3 separate regions of the Sus scrofa genome follow, and all the other regions are linked to region 2. The links are chromatin contacts, called in public HiChIP or PLAC-seq maps. All regions are on one chromosome and are shown on one strand. Each heading gives the region's core, a stretch centred on a gene start, on an enhancer-like site or on the middle of the called end of the contact. The rest is flanking DNA. Distances are from core to core; before and after follow the strand shown.

Region 1 (4,422 bases), core at 621-3,120, 450 kb before region 2:
TATCTGGCACTGGCACTGGAGCAGCTCAGGACACTGCTGCAGCGAGGATTCAATCCCTGGCCCAGAAACCTCTGCATGCCACAAGCACAGCCAAAACAAACAAACAGCAACAAAAAACCTAAGTCCCAAAGAGAACCCCCGATTCTTCCCCCACCCCACCAAACCTGCAGTTTCCCCCACCTCCGTCAGGAAGGGCACTTCCATCTTCCCACTTGCTCAGGCCAAAAACCTTGGAACCTTCCTTGAGTTCAGACTCTCATACCCCACACAATGAACCCTTGAGCAAAGTCTGTCCCCTCTACCTTCAAATTATCCAGAATCTATTTTTGACCCTTTCCTAGAGTTCCGAGCCACCATTACTTCTGTCTCAAGGGGATTACTGCAGCAGCAGCCTCCTAACTGGAATCCTTACTCCCACCTCTGCCCACATCAACCTATTCTCCAATGCAACAAGAGTGATGCTTTTCAAACACAAATCAGATCACGTTACGCCTACGCTCAAACTCTCCAACGGGTTTCCCAGCACATTTATAATAAAAAAAGCTACTCAACTCCTTTGGTTCCAGTCACCCTGAGGCTCCAATGTGCCAAGCATGCTCTGGCCTCCAGGATGTTACACTTGCTGTTCTCTATACCAGGAAGGTCCTTCCAGATGGCTCTTTCCTTTCATACAGGTCGGAGGCTCAGTGTTACCTCTTCAGAGCCTCCCCTGGCCCCTCTCAAAATAGCTCTCCCACCTCACCATCCTTTATTGCTCCTCTTCTCCTTGTCTCTCTAGCACTTACATTCCTTAATATTTTATTATTTCTTTATGTTTACCGCCTCCTCGGGTAGAATATAAGCTCCAGGTGAGCAAGGAGTCTGCCTAGTTCACTGACCCACGCTCCGTGCCCATTAACAGTGCCCGTGGCAAGTGCTCAATCAATAGCTGATTAAATCAATCACCTCTTTCAAAGACCTCACGCCCTCGGACAATTTCTCCTCCATGCCCAAGGATGCCCAATCCCGTCCTCTGTGGACACGCCCCCACATCTAGACACAAGCAACCTCTTCAGGTCCTCCTGCCCCCCTAGACGCTTCAAACCTGTCAGGACTCCCACTTGAAATAACCTGCTCCAAGACACCTCAAAACCCCTCATTCTTTCAGACTAGCCCACCCTTTAGAGGCCACAAGAATGAATGGAAGCTCGCATCTGCTCGGTTCGCCAGTCTCACCAGCGGCCAGCACAGAAGACGTTCCCATTACCTATGAATGAATGAACTATGACCTCCCCCCCGCTTTCATCCTTTCCATGCGTTCCTGGCCCCCTTCTATACCCTAAGCCTTCCTCCTCACCTCGATCTAAATTCCAACATCACTCCCTCCGAGCGCCGAGCCCCGGAGTCTTGAATCCTCGCGAACGCTCCGGGCTCTCCCTCCGCCCCCTCTAGACGCCTCCAATCCCCCAGAACGGCCTTCCCACCACCCTGGGACGTCCTCGCTTCCCATACCTGCCGAGGAAACATCCCAAATCAAACCCTCCAGTCCTCTCAAGCGGGCGACCATGCCCGGGTACATGATTCCCACCTCCTCTCTTCAAATTCGACCCTCTGGCTCCCCGAGGGCCGCCAACGCCTCAGGCCAGACGCCCCTCCAAACCCTCAGCCCCACAAGCCGCACTGGCCCTGACCGTTTTTGGGCCTCCAGTCCCCAGAGACGGATCTGCCGGTCATACTGCGCCGCCTCCTCCTCGCTGATACCGCCGCCCGCCTCCTCCTTCTCCACCATGGCGCCAGCTCTCGCTGCCTGCGCTCGGGTCCGTTCGCAGCAACCGCCCGCCGGCCCCACACGCCGCCAACCGCCGCCGGCCGCGCTCCCGGGCCGGGTCTGCGCCTGCGCCGGGAACAGCGCCTGCGCAGTACCGCCCCCACCGCCGCCACCCGGCCCTGGAGCCTGGAACCAAGTCGAACTCCTAAGCCTCCAAAGCGGGCGGGCTGGCAGGCGAGAGCCAGTCACGTGACAGAGGCTGCTGCCAATCCCGGCCAAAAAACTGCAGGGCTTCTGAACCCGCGAGGATACCCAAGTGATCGTTTGTTTGTGAGTCTATTAATTCAGCAATAACGAGGGAGCATGTGCTGAAATCGCAGCAATGGAGGTGTTGTGAAAGAGTGTCGAGTAATACATAGTCTTGTCCAGAGGGAGCTTACATTCTATTGAGGAGGGCCCAGGGGAAAAAAATAGAGGAAAATTAAAACAGGATATGGGAGTTCCCGTCGTGGCGCAGTGGTTAACGAATCCGACTAGGAACCATGAGGTTGCGGGTTTGGTCCCTGCCCTTGCTCAGTGGGTTAACGATCCGGCGTTGCCGTGAGCTGTGGTGTAGGTTGCAGACGCGGCTCGGATCCCGCGTTGCTGTGGCTCTGGTGTAGGCCGGTGACTACAGCTCCGATTTGACCCCTAGCCTGGGAACCTCCATATGCCGCGGGAGCGGCCCAAGAAAATAGCAACAACAACAACAAAAAAAAAAAAAAAAAAAAAAAAAAAGACAAAAAAACAGGATATGGCACTCCAGGGTGACAGCAGTGGCCAGAGAAGTCCTCTCGGAGAAGATGCCATTGAGCAGAGATCTGAAGGGAACTGTAGAAACAAGCTACATAGATAACTGGGTAGACGGAGCATTTCTGGACAGGAGAACAAACAGCTGGTGCAAAGGCCCTGAAGCTTACTGACACAACTGAGGAGCCCGCGAAGAGGGCAGGGCAACTGGAACAGAGTGAGAGGGTGGGAAATGGTAGGAGTTAAAATCATAATATGAAGCAGGTGGGGAATAGTAAGCCCTTGTAGGTTAGTGATAGCTAATGTGTATTTTCTGTAGGCAAAGTGCATTTTTACTATCCATTCAACAAATAATTACTAAATGCATGTTGATTCAGTAATTATGTGCTAGGACTAGGGCAGTGAAAAAGAAAAAAAAAAATGAGTTCCTGCTGTGGCACAGTGGGTAAAGGATCATTGTTACCACAGCCATGGTATAGGACACAGCTGCGGCATAGGTCACACCTGAGGCTTGGATTCGATCTCTGGCCCAGGAACTTCCCTATGCCAAGGGTGCAGCCAAAAAAAGGAAAAAAACGGCTGCCCCCTCATGTAGGGTAAATGGGCTTTGTGTGGATGGATTATTTCTCTAACCCTTATGAGAGTAGATAATTTATTTAATAGTCCCATACCATAGCTAAGAAGTCTGAGGTACAACAGATTATCAGTAGCCTGAACGAAGTCTTATATCATAGAAGTAGTGAATCTAGGATTCAAATCCAGGCTGTGTGGCACACATACAAGAGGTTACACCGCTGGTGGTACATTAAGCTCCTACTATGTGCTCTGATCTTATCCAGTGGGTACATACTCCGTGAACCTCAAAGATAGACTTTTCCTCCACTTTACAATATGACTCTGGGACCCAGAAAAGGGTAGTAATTCATCCCAGGTCAAAATACCATTGAAAAGAGTTCTCGGAGTTCCTGTCATGGCGTAGCAGAAACGAATCCGACTAGGAACCATGACATTGCGGGTTCATTCCCTGCCTGGCCCAGTGGGTTAAGGATCTGGTATTGCGGTGAGCTATGGTGTAGGTCCCAGATGCAGCTTGGATCTCATGTTGCTGTGGCTCAGGCATAGGCCAGCAGCTGTAGCTCCGATTAGACTCCCAGCCTGGGAACCTCCATATGCTGCTGGTGCAGCCCTAAAACGACAAAAGACACCAAAAAAAGAGTTCCCATTGTGGCTCAGCGGAATTGAATCTGACTAGCATCCTTGAGGATGCAGGTCCGATCCCTGGCCTCACTCAGTGGGTTGAGGATCTGTCGTTGCTGTGAACTGTGGTGTAGGTCGCAGATGTGGCTTGGATCTTCTGTGGCTGTGGTGTAGGCCAGTGGCTACAGCTCCAGTGCAACCCCTAGGCTGGGAACCTCCATATGCTGTGGGTAAAACCCCTAAAAAAAAAAAAAAGACAAAAGATGTATATCATTAAAAAAAATGTGACCGGAGTTCCCATAGTGGCTCAGTGGAAAGGAATCTGACTAGGATCCACGAAGATGTTTGTTTAATCCCTGGCCTCACTCAGTGGGTTAAGGATCTGGCGTTGCTGTGAGCTGTGGTGTAGGTCGCAGATGTGGCTCAGATCTAGTGTTCCTTTGGCTGTGGTGTAGGCTGGCAGCTGCAGCTCCGATTTGACCCCTAGATTGGGAACCTCCATATGATGCACATGTGGCCCTAAATAGACAAAAAACAGAAAACAAGAACAAACATGGCCAATACCTACTCTGTTGGTAAGCGATGTGAAATAAATTACGTAGAAATTTGGGGGCTTAATGACTATTATCTCTTATTCTGTGAATCGGTAATGCAGGAGCAGTTTGGGTGGGCAGTTCTTGCTCAAAGTG
Region 2 (4,777 bases), core at 1,087-3,586:
TCCTGCTTCCTTATCCCACATTTTAGGCTCCAGCAAGGGGCTGGACATGAAAAAAAAAAAAAAATAATAATAACCTTGAGGTGGGGGAGGGAAGAGAGTATTATTTCTCTGCCTTGCCCCAGCCCCCAACCAATGCCAGAGAGCAGTGTTAGATGAGATCAGAAACCAAGGCCAGGGCCTCTCACCCGGGCCAAGGAGGAGCCACAGCGCTCAGGCCAAAGTCCAAGGCCAGTTAACAGCGACTCGTCCCACCCATACCTTGCTGATTACATACGGAAAGAGAAACTAGTCAGGGCCAAAGCTCGGGTCCTATTTGGGAGGTGGGGGACCTCTTGGCACCTGCCAGTGATTCAGGCACCTTTAGCAAGTTTCTGCTCGGGGAAAATGGGGTAGCGGTGAGAGGAGCCATCAGGTCTGTGTCAGCAAGTATGAGATCTGATACACAGCAGCGGCTGCCTGTTCTCCCTGGCCTTGCCAGGGAGGATGGCTGCACCTGGTTCTGAGGCCAGGCCTGGGGGGCTGTGGGTGTTGTGGGTGGCAGAGACTAGAAAAGAACTCGTTCGCTGGTTTTCTCTCAAAGCCCTAGCTGTGTGAATTCACAGAAGCACTCAGTGAGGGCCCTGAACGGAACAAGTGGACCTCAGGCCGATGAAGGGGTCCCTTTGGAGGTTCTCTCTGGTCAAGCTCTGCAGCCCCCACCCCGAGGCCACAGGAACAGGCGTCTGATTGTCACTGACGCCACACTGTACTGCACTGTCATTTGGCACAAGCGAGGAGATGCAGAGCAGTGCGTGGAGCTGGAGACCACGAGAAAACCAACACTCCTGTTTGGAGAAACCAGCTCTCTTGGTCTGAAAGGGCCATCAAGGGGGTGAGGTTCAAGGCTTAAAAAGCTGGCTCATTTGATGCATCCCAAACTTTGATTTCCCCACCCCCATTTCATGCAGCTTCAGTGCGCAATAGAGGCCGGAACAACTCCGCCCACTGGCTCCCACTGCCTGGTGCCCTCTGCCCAGCCCCATCTTATGAGAAGGGGACCCTAGACCCACTCTCTCTGGCCTCTGCAGCCAGCCGCCCCCCATCCAGAATGAGCAGTCTTTGTCCCGGCTTTGCCCTGGAAACTTCCAGGAAGCTACCCACATCCACCTTCAAACCTAGGCCAACCTCAGCTGCCATTCATTTGCTCCAACATGTCTGCGGATCTCCTTCCACCACCCAAATCAAAGTGCTCGCCCACCCCTCACCTTGGAAACCCACCCCCTCGTGAACCCAAACACAACACTCCTCCCCACTCCTCTCCCCCCAAAACCAACCTCCTGTCCTAGTTTACCAGCCTTAACCCACTGGTAACCTCAGAATCTTCCCTGGCTGCCCCCCAACATCAACCACAGGGCCCCCGGACCCCGCACCACTGGCAAGCACGCTATCCCCTTTTAACCACTTCCCGACCCCAATCCTTTCCAGTCCCCATAGACTTCAGAGCATCTTCTAACCTCTGTCGCCACCCACCCTAGGCTCTTCCTCCCCAAGCTTGCACCTCACCCTCCTCCTTCTTCCTCTGCAATGTCTCTGGAGAACCTCCTTCTCTCCCCTCGAGGGTCTGGTCTGCAGGAGTGACCCCCACCTCCCTGGTCCCAGGAGCACCCCTCCCCACCCAGGCCCAGTTATCCACGGCCCCCTTTTGGGGAGCTCCCTAGCAGCCTGGCTTCCTTCCGATCCCCCTTCCCTGCATCCTCTCAGGACCCAAAGCCTTTATCAGGGCACAGATCACCCCCTTCTCTAGCCAACGTTTCTTCCCTCGCTCCCCTGGAATTCAAACACCCCACTTCGGGGACCAAACGCCTCATTCTGGGTCCAGGAGCCCTTCCCATTTGAGGGTCCAGATGCTCCATCCCGGGTTCCAGTGCCCCCCTTGGAGGACTCAGGTGCCCATTCTGGGGTCTAACTACCCCATGCTATACTTCTGGAAGACCCCCAAAGCCCTTGTGGGATCCAAATGTCCCGCTCTGGGTTCCAATGCCCCCGACTGAGGAGCAGAGAGGGGTCCAGAGGCGCTCGCTGGGGCCGAAACGCTCCCCCATTCTGGGTCCGCTCGCGCTCTCAGGGGTCCTGCCCCTCCGTGCCCGCCTCAGAGCCCCCGGCCTCGGCGGCCTCTCAGCCTCACTCACCATGGCGAGGCCCGGGGTGTCCGGAGCGCGGGGGTCAAGGTTCCTCCGGCGGCGGCAGCAGCTGCAGCAGCTCGAGCTCCGCCGCGCGTCCGCGCCTCCACACTCACTGCCCGCAGCGCGCGCCGCCGCCGCCGCCGCCCGCCCCAACGGTCCCTCAACGGCCGCCGCGCGCGCCCCGCCCCGCCCCGCCCGGCCCCGCCCCGCACGCGCGTCGCCGCACTGCGGCTCCCACGGATCCCTCCGCGCCTCCCTCCGCACCACCGGGCCCGCGGATCTCTCGCTCTCGGTTCGCGCAGACCTGTGTTTACGGCCGGCCGCGCGGGCACCCGCGCGGGACTACTTTCCGTCGCCGCGCGCCCCGCCCCCGTGCGGCTTTACTTTTCCCCTCGGCGGAGGGGCACCTTACGGCGGCGCGTGACGCGTCCCTGTGTGAGACGCGCCACTATTGGGCCCGGGTTATGGCGGAAATGAAAGCGCGGTGCCGATTGGTCCGGCCTTCCCTGCAATGCGTCAAATTGGGGCGAGCCACTGTGTGGTGGTGGTGGGGATTCTGAAATGTGTGGCTGCGTGGAGCCGTGAGGTGTAACGAGGCGAAGGGGAAAACTCTGTGACTGTTAGAGAAGCAACTACATAGTCTTTGCAGTCAGAGAGTAGTAAGAGGGCTGGTGGAAGATGCAGAAGCTCTTTCTCGGCTCTCCCCTCTAACAGATGGAAGATGGTGCAATCCAAAATGCTGGCCTGGAAGCTCCGCCCCTAACTGGACCCTCCGAGTTGGCGGGGTCTACAAGGTTCAGCTGGTTACTTAGAACTTCCACCTGTTGGGGCCAGGTGTCTCCACCCTGAGACACACTCTACAGGTGTGCAGAACGCCTGTCCCCCTGATTGGCCCAAGGTCTGTGAAGCTGGGGCCACCCCGGGACGATCTCTGGGAATATGGCATTAATTCAGCCTTCAATTAAGCCTAAATTGAGCGCCTCCTGTAAGGCTGGACCAGTGTACTTGGCTTGGCTGGGGAGCCCAGACTTGCACTGTCTTATTGTGTTGTAGACCACCTGACTCTTGCACTCCTTGTGCCTAGGTTCCAACCATAGGAGGAAAAGAGTGTGAAGGTTAACTGTGACTGTTTCCTGGAGCTCAGAAACAGTTGTGAGCGGTCATTTGATTGAATTGTGGTTAAAAAGGATGTGTGCAGAAGCGATATGTGAAACTTTTGGACATGCCCTTAAGGGGGTGGAGAGCATGCTGTCCTTTCTCTCACCTTGCCTGCTGATGGAACAGCCTGGTAGGCATTAGAGGAGAGACCAATGGGAGCAAACTCACCTAAGATCTGGATGATTTTCTGGAGCAGAGCTCACCTTTTTGTCCCCAGTGCCAAAATTTTATGCAAGAGAGAGAGACTTTTTTTTTTTTTTTTTTCTTTCTAGGGCCACACCTGTGGCATATGGAGGTTCCCAAGCTAGGGGTCAAATTGGAGCTACAGCTGCTGGCCTACATCACAGCCACAGCAATGAGAGATCCCAGCCACATCTGCAACCTACACCACAGCTCAGGGCAATGCCAGATCTTTAACTCACTGAGCAGGGCCAGGGATCGAACCTGCATCCTCATGGATCCTAGTCGGGTTCATTAACTGCTGAGCCACGACGGGAATTTTGAGGAATACATTTCTCTATGGCTTAAGTCACTGTTATTTTGGGTCACTGTGTTATAGCAGCCAAACATGAACGTGTTCCCTTTTTGGTTAGTGCCCTTGCATTGGTGGAAGCTGACTCGGATGCCTGCTTTGGGGGAGGACCTGTGGTTCAGGTGTAAACCATCAACTTTTCTTATTTCCATACCTCTGACTGGTTCAGAGCCAATTGTGTGTGCATGTGTGTGCATGTGTGGCATAATTTATTTATCTATCTATTTTTATTTATTTTTTTACTGTGGCATGTGGAAGTTCCTGGGCCAGGGATTGAACCCATGCCACAGCAGTAACCCGAGCTGCTGCAGTGACAACGCCGGATCCTTAATCCACTGCACCATGGGGAACACCACAGCATAATTTACATTCAGTGAAATGCCACAGGGAATTCCTGTCGTGGCGAAGTGGAAACGAATCCGACTAGGAACCACGCACGAGGTTGCAGGTTTGATCCCTGGCCTTGCTCAGGGGGTTAAGGATCCAGTATTGCTGTGAGCTGTGGTGTAGTTCTTAGACTCGGCTCGGATCTGGCATTGCTGTGGCTGTGATGTAGGCTGGTGGCTGTAGCTCCAATTAGACCCCTGGGAACATCCATATGCTACGGGTGCCACCCTAAAAAAGCAAAAAAAAAAAATTAAAAATAAAAATAAATAAATAAATAAAACAAAAATTAAGAGAAAAATAAAAAGGTTTTAGGTATTCAGCTCAGTGAGGTTTTTTGTTGTTGTTGTTCTTTTTTGTTCTTTTTAGGACCACACCCAAGACATATGGAAATTCCCAGGCTAGGGGTTGAATACACCCCTGGCCTATGCCACAGCCACAGCAATGCTAGACCTAAGCCCTCTCTGCGACTTACACCATAGTTCACGGCAACACCAGATCCCTAACCCACTGAGCAAGGCCAGGGATTGAACCTGGGTCC
Region 3 (4,874 bases), core at 1,705-4,204, 350 kb before region 2:
AGGATTAAGCAAAAATATGTAGCATGCTCAACATGGTGTCTGATGTGTATATAATTATTATAATAATAATAATTATTATTACTATTTTCTTTTTAGGGCTGCACCCGAGGCATATGGAAATTTCCAGGCTAGGGCTCAAACTGGAGCTGCAGCTGCCAGCCTAGCCATGGCCACAGCAACACATCTGGGACCTATGTGGCAGCTTGTGGCAACACAGGATCCTTAAACCACTGAGTGAGGCCAGGGATCCAACCAGCATCCTCATGGATTTTAGTTGGGTTCTTAACCTGCTGAGCCACAAGGGGAGCTCCTGACATGTATATTATTATCCCCCCCACAAAGCAAGCATAAGTTCCCAGGCCAGGGGTCAAACCCCCAGCTGCTGCAGCGAAAATGCTGGATCCTTCACCACTAGGCCGCCGGGGAACTCCATTATTACTATTATTTTTGAGGAGGATATGGAATCTCCCCTCCTCTTCAGAGAGCCAGAGACACAGCGCTTTGCCCTCTCACGGCACTTAAGTCGCAAGGTCAGTTTGGCATCTGCACCTGGGAAGCAGGTGCTTGGCCTCTTGTGGGGACCCGGCAGAGCAGGAGATGCCCTGGTTTCTTCAGTGTGGGGGTTCGGGAGGGAGTCCACGCAATATCTCCTCCCCACACTGTCCTGTCCCCCTTCCCACATACAGGCAGGGGCTTGCTCAGGTCGGTGGTCGGTCCTCTCAGCGCTGTGACGTCAGCGAGACCCTGGCCCTCGAATGGCCCGGCCCCGCAAGCGGGGCTAGACAGGGGGAGAGGACGCCGTCGGGGCTCTCTCCGCGTCCCCCCTCCCTTTCTCTCCCCAGGGCTTGGGGACAATAGACAAGATGTTTATCCCCCGCCAGCGCACATGTTGTTCGCCGTAATGACAGTAATCAGCGGCGCTAATGCCGCATTCTCTCCGCGCCAGTCAATTCGCCTAATTACCGCCTGGGAAGCCGGATTATTTAAATTTAAATGGTGATTTATTGCGAGCTTAATCAATGCTATTTTCTCTTCCCCTCCCCCCGAGACCGGGGCAGGAGGGGAATTGGAGCCCCTCCAACCCCACCCTAAGGACAACCCTTTGGTGGTGGTGGGGGAGTAGCCCAGGATGTCCTGTCCCTGTCCCCTGCACTCGCAGCTGAACATGATTCTCTCTCTTCTAGTAATAAGAGTAATGCAATAAAATAGGAAATAGAAGTAGTAACAATAACACTTTGAAACATCTATCAATAATAAAGTCTGAATAATAAGGAAAAGAGATATTTGCCTATATATCTGTTTTACATAGTCTAGAGGTTTACATAGTATCCATTGCATTTCTTTGTTTATTTCATCTTGTGTCTTGGCAGTAGGACCTCAGCCTGCCTGGGGCAGGGACCTTTATCCAGTTTGTTTCCTGCTGGATCCTAGGGCTCAGAATAGTAGATGCTCAATAAACCTGCAGATACTATCATTAACAGTACTAGCCACATATTGACTGTTTACTCAGTGCCAGGTGTGTAGAGGGTCCTTACACCTATTACCCCTTCTCAGCCCGGGGTGGGAGGGCGGTGGGCAGTGGTGGCGAGGGCCTTCATCCTGATTCCCATTTCACAAGTGAGGTACAGAGAGGTGAGGCGATCACAATACTGGCGAGCGGCCGAGTGGGGCAGGGACCCCTGTCTTTCTGAAGCTCCCCATCTGACCTGCCATAGTATCCTGTCTCCTTCCCGCTCTCCCAAACTGGGCATTCAGACTCCAGAGTCTGTGTTCCTTCTGGGATCTGAGGGCGGGGGTTTCTTGCCCATTCGTGGCTGGGAGCTCAGGCTGGGTCCCCTCTGTCCCGCCCATGGAGCTGCGGGTCGCTTCTGTGATGATAATGATTCATTTCCCCTAATACGAATAACATGTGCTAGTGGTATGATCCCTGGAGTGGCCAGGCCCTTGATCAGGCCAGAAGTCATGCAATTGTCCCCACCTCGTGTGCTCGCTTTACAGATGAATAAACTGAGGCTTGGATAATAGAAGCCGCCTGATAGGGACGCACAAAAGGTCTGACTCCAAATGCCTTACTCTCTCCCGGGGGAGGACCAGGGCAGGGCTAGCGCGCACCTCGGATCAGGGCTCCCCTGCCCCCAGGAGAGTGCCGAGACCCCCGCCCCCTTGCACGCGCACTCACCGAGGCTGGCCGGCGGCCCCGCGGTCCGCAGCCCCCAGGGCGGCGCCCCGAGCGCAGCGAAGCGGCGCAGGCGGAGGTAGGTGACGCTGAGGCGCACGATGGACGCCTTGTCCAGCTGGCTGGAGATCGCTCCGGGCAGCGGGAGCAGCTTGGCCAGCTCGAAGAACTCCAGGTTCTCCTTTCCGCGCCGCGAGCGCGCTGCGTTCCGGGACTTCTCCTTGCGCTGCGCCTGCAGGCTGGGCGGGCGGCGCGGAGGGGGCGTCAGCAGGAGCCACCAGGCTCGGGGGTCTGGGGTGGAGGGGCGAGCCCCGCCTCCCCGGGCCTCGGGCAGGAGGCGGGACGTTGGAGGTCGATTCAGGTGGGGGCAGAGCCTGAGTGTGACTTCTACGCGCGGCCGTGGGGACAGAAACTTGGGTCTAAATTCTGGGGAAGAGGAAGAGGGGGTAGATAAGAGTACTGGGTAGTAGGAATTCCGAGGAAGGGGGCTCGGAACAGAACGCCAGGGATGGGCGTTACCGAACCGCAGTAAAGCAGCAACTCCGGGTAAGAAATTCTAGCCCCCCAGTGGGCGGGGCAGAGAGTGTGAATTTCTTCCCTTAGGGGCGGGGCCAAGGCCCGAGGGGCGGGGTTTTGCTCACCAGGGTCCGGGAGGGGCCTTGACCACGAGCCCCGGCAGAAAGTCCCACGGGACGCTGCCGCCGCGACCTCCCCCGCACCTGACTTCGCCTCCGCCACCACTGCTGGGGTAGGGGGCCGCCATCTCCGCGGGGACCGGCTCAGGCGGGCTCAGAGCAGCCTGCGGGACTCGAGAGCCGCGTCTCCTGCAGCGGGAAGGAGCCGGAGGCAGAGCTCAGTGCTCAAGGGGGGCCCTGGGACGCCTGCTCGGTAAACCGAGGTCCGCGTGGGGCTCAGGGTCCCGTCAAGGCGCTGGGGCTGGTTGGTGCCTCAGTTTCCCCTCCCTGGAGGCCCCGCTACACAGTCTGCAGCTCTCACCGTGCCGGGCTCGAGGCGAAGCTCAAGGCGAGGACGTGCCCCGCCGCCGCCTCCCCGCGCCGCCCGCCGGCGCGCCCGCCTCACGCCCGCGCCGGGCCGGCTCCCGCATACCAATAGGCGCACGCGGCGCGCATACGGATCCGACCGGCCCGCGCGCTGCGTGCCAAGCATGCCCAAGCCGGGCGGGGGGCGGGCGCTTCGCCGGAGCCCAGCCGCGCGCAGCTTCGGCCCCCAGAGCCCTTTGCCCCGGGGGTCCGTCCCCACCCCCCAAGCACACCCTAGAAGTCCCGCTTCTCGAATCTGCGGTGCTCCTATTTCCTGGACAGGGCTAAGGAGATAGCAGGGCAGAGGGTTGGGACCCCACCCCACGCTCTGTCCAGAGACAACCCCCAGCCCCTCTGGGTGGTGCCACGTGTCCCGGCCGCCAAATCTCCGCAGCCACAACTTCCTCCCTGAAGACCCTGGCGTGCGAGCCTCAACCCCCGATGCAGTGGCCAGAGCCTCAGGCCGAGGACGCCCCCAGGGTGGACCTGACCCTTGGGGCCCAGATGTCCTCCTATCCAGATCCCCCCGAATTAGGAAGGTGTTCCGTTATGTCTTTATTCCTCCAAGACTGGGCGTTCAGGATCCACCCCCACCCCTATATCCATGCCGCCTCCAAGCCTCCCCAACCAGGTGCCCTAGACCTTGGAGTCCAGATCCCCTAGCTCCCTATTTCCCCAGGACCCAAACATCCGTGTGCCCCTTCCCTCTGCTTCGGGATACAGACGCTCCGACGCCCTAGCCCCCAGGACACTGGAGTTCCGGTCCCCTTTTCCTTCGGGACCCAGGAGTTCCCTGTCCTCTCATGCCAGGCACCAGGCGTCCCCTACCCACAGGACCCACAGCTTCGTTACCTGGCCGCGGGGCAGGTTCCGGGCGCGGCGTGGGGCCGGCCGGGCGGCGCAGAGGAGCGGCCCCATAGACCCCGGGACGCGCCGGGCTCGGTGGGGCGCGCAGGCTGTGGTGCTAGGCTCTCCGCGCCCACCGAGGCCTCGCAGACCTGAATGCGCGGGGACAGCGCTAGCGGTCGGGGGCGGGGTCTGCTAGAGCCCCGCCCCTTGAGTCTCCGCCCCTCGGTCCAGCCCAGCGTCAACCACTTCGGCCTTTTCCATGGCAGGGGGTTCCCAGCAAGGGAGTCCTGGGCTGCTCAGGTGTCTGCGTCCTCTCACCCAAGGGCACCATCGAGGGGCCAGCCCCTTCTCACCCAAACGAGAACCTCAGTCAGTTTCTCCACCGCGAGAGGGGAACATCGGCATCCAGGCTCCATCTCTATACCCCATCGGGAAGAACTATCACCCTCTCTCCCCCAAGAAAACCGGGCACCCCAGCAGCCCCTCCGGACAAGGGCGGCATCCTGCACCCAAGTCCTCTGCAGGGGTGGAGACTCAGAAGCAAATCCAGGCGTCGGAGATCTTCATTTTCCAGCCGAAAACTTCAATTTGTCAGCAAGACCCTTTGGACAAGAAGGTGACCTTCGCTCACCACCCCGCACCCCCACCTATAAGACCAGGATTTGATATCCGGACCTCCCAGGGACCGGGACACAGGAATCCGAGGAATTTCAGTGACCACGATATCCTGGGGTCTTATTCTGGGGTCTTATTCGTGCTCTCGTGGGAACCAAAACATCAGAGCTTCCCATTAGACCGTAGCTGAGAAC

What was found. HiChIP or PLAC-seq counts read pairs in DNA pulled down with a chosen protein or histone mark.
Region 1: a contact with region 2 is called in an H3K27ac HiChIP or PLAC-seq map of alveolar macrophages. The contact joins the promoter of SAE1 here to the promoter of CALM3 in region 2. A contact is called at or near these places in 2 of 2 datasets of contacts at active chromatin or transcription factors (alveolar macrophages and skeletal muscle).
Region 3: a contact with region 2 is called in an H3K27ac HiChIP or PLAC-seq map of skeletal muscle, with 4 times the contacts expected there. The contact joins the promoter of NPAS1 here to the promoter of CALM3 in region 2. A contact is called at or near these places in 1 of 5 promoter capture datasets (fetal liver) and 2 of 2 datasets of contacts at active chromatin or transcription factors (alveolar macrophages and skeletal muscle).

What each region holds. Positions count from the first base shown.
Region 1 is chr6:52,954,922-52,959,343 of Sscrofa11.1, reverse strand. SAE1 (SUMO-activating enzyme subunit 1) reads right to left here and starts at 1,870. Exons shown (of 9, transcript XM_003127243.4): 1 at 1,671-1,870. The coding sequence starts at 1,768.
Region 2 is chr6:52,504,538-52,509,314 of Sscrofa11.1, reverse strand. CALM3 (calmodulin 3) reads right to left here and starts at 2,336. Exons shown (of 6, transcript NM_001244209.1): 1 at 2,169-2,336. The coding sequence starts at 2,171.
Region 3 is chr6:52,855,819-52,860,692 of Sscrofa11.1, reverse strand. NPAS1 (neuronal PAS domain-containing protein 1) reads right to left here and starts at 2,954. Exons shown (of 11, transcript XM_021094623.1): 1 at 2,818-2,954; 2 at 2,180-2,415. The coding sequence starts at 2,939.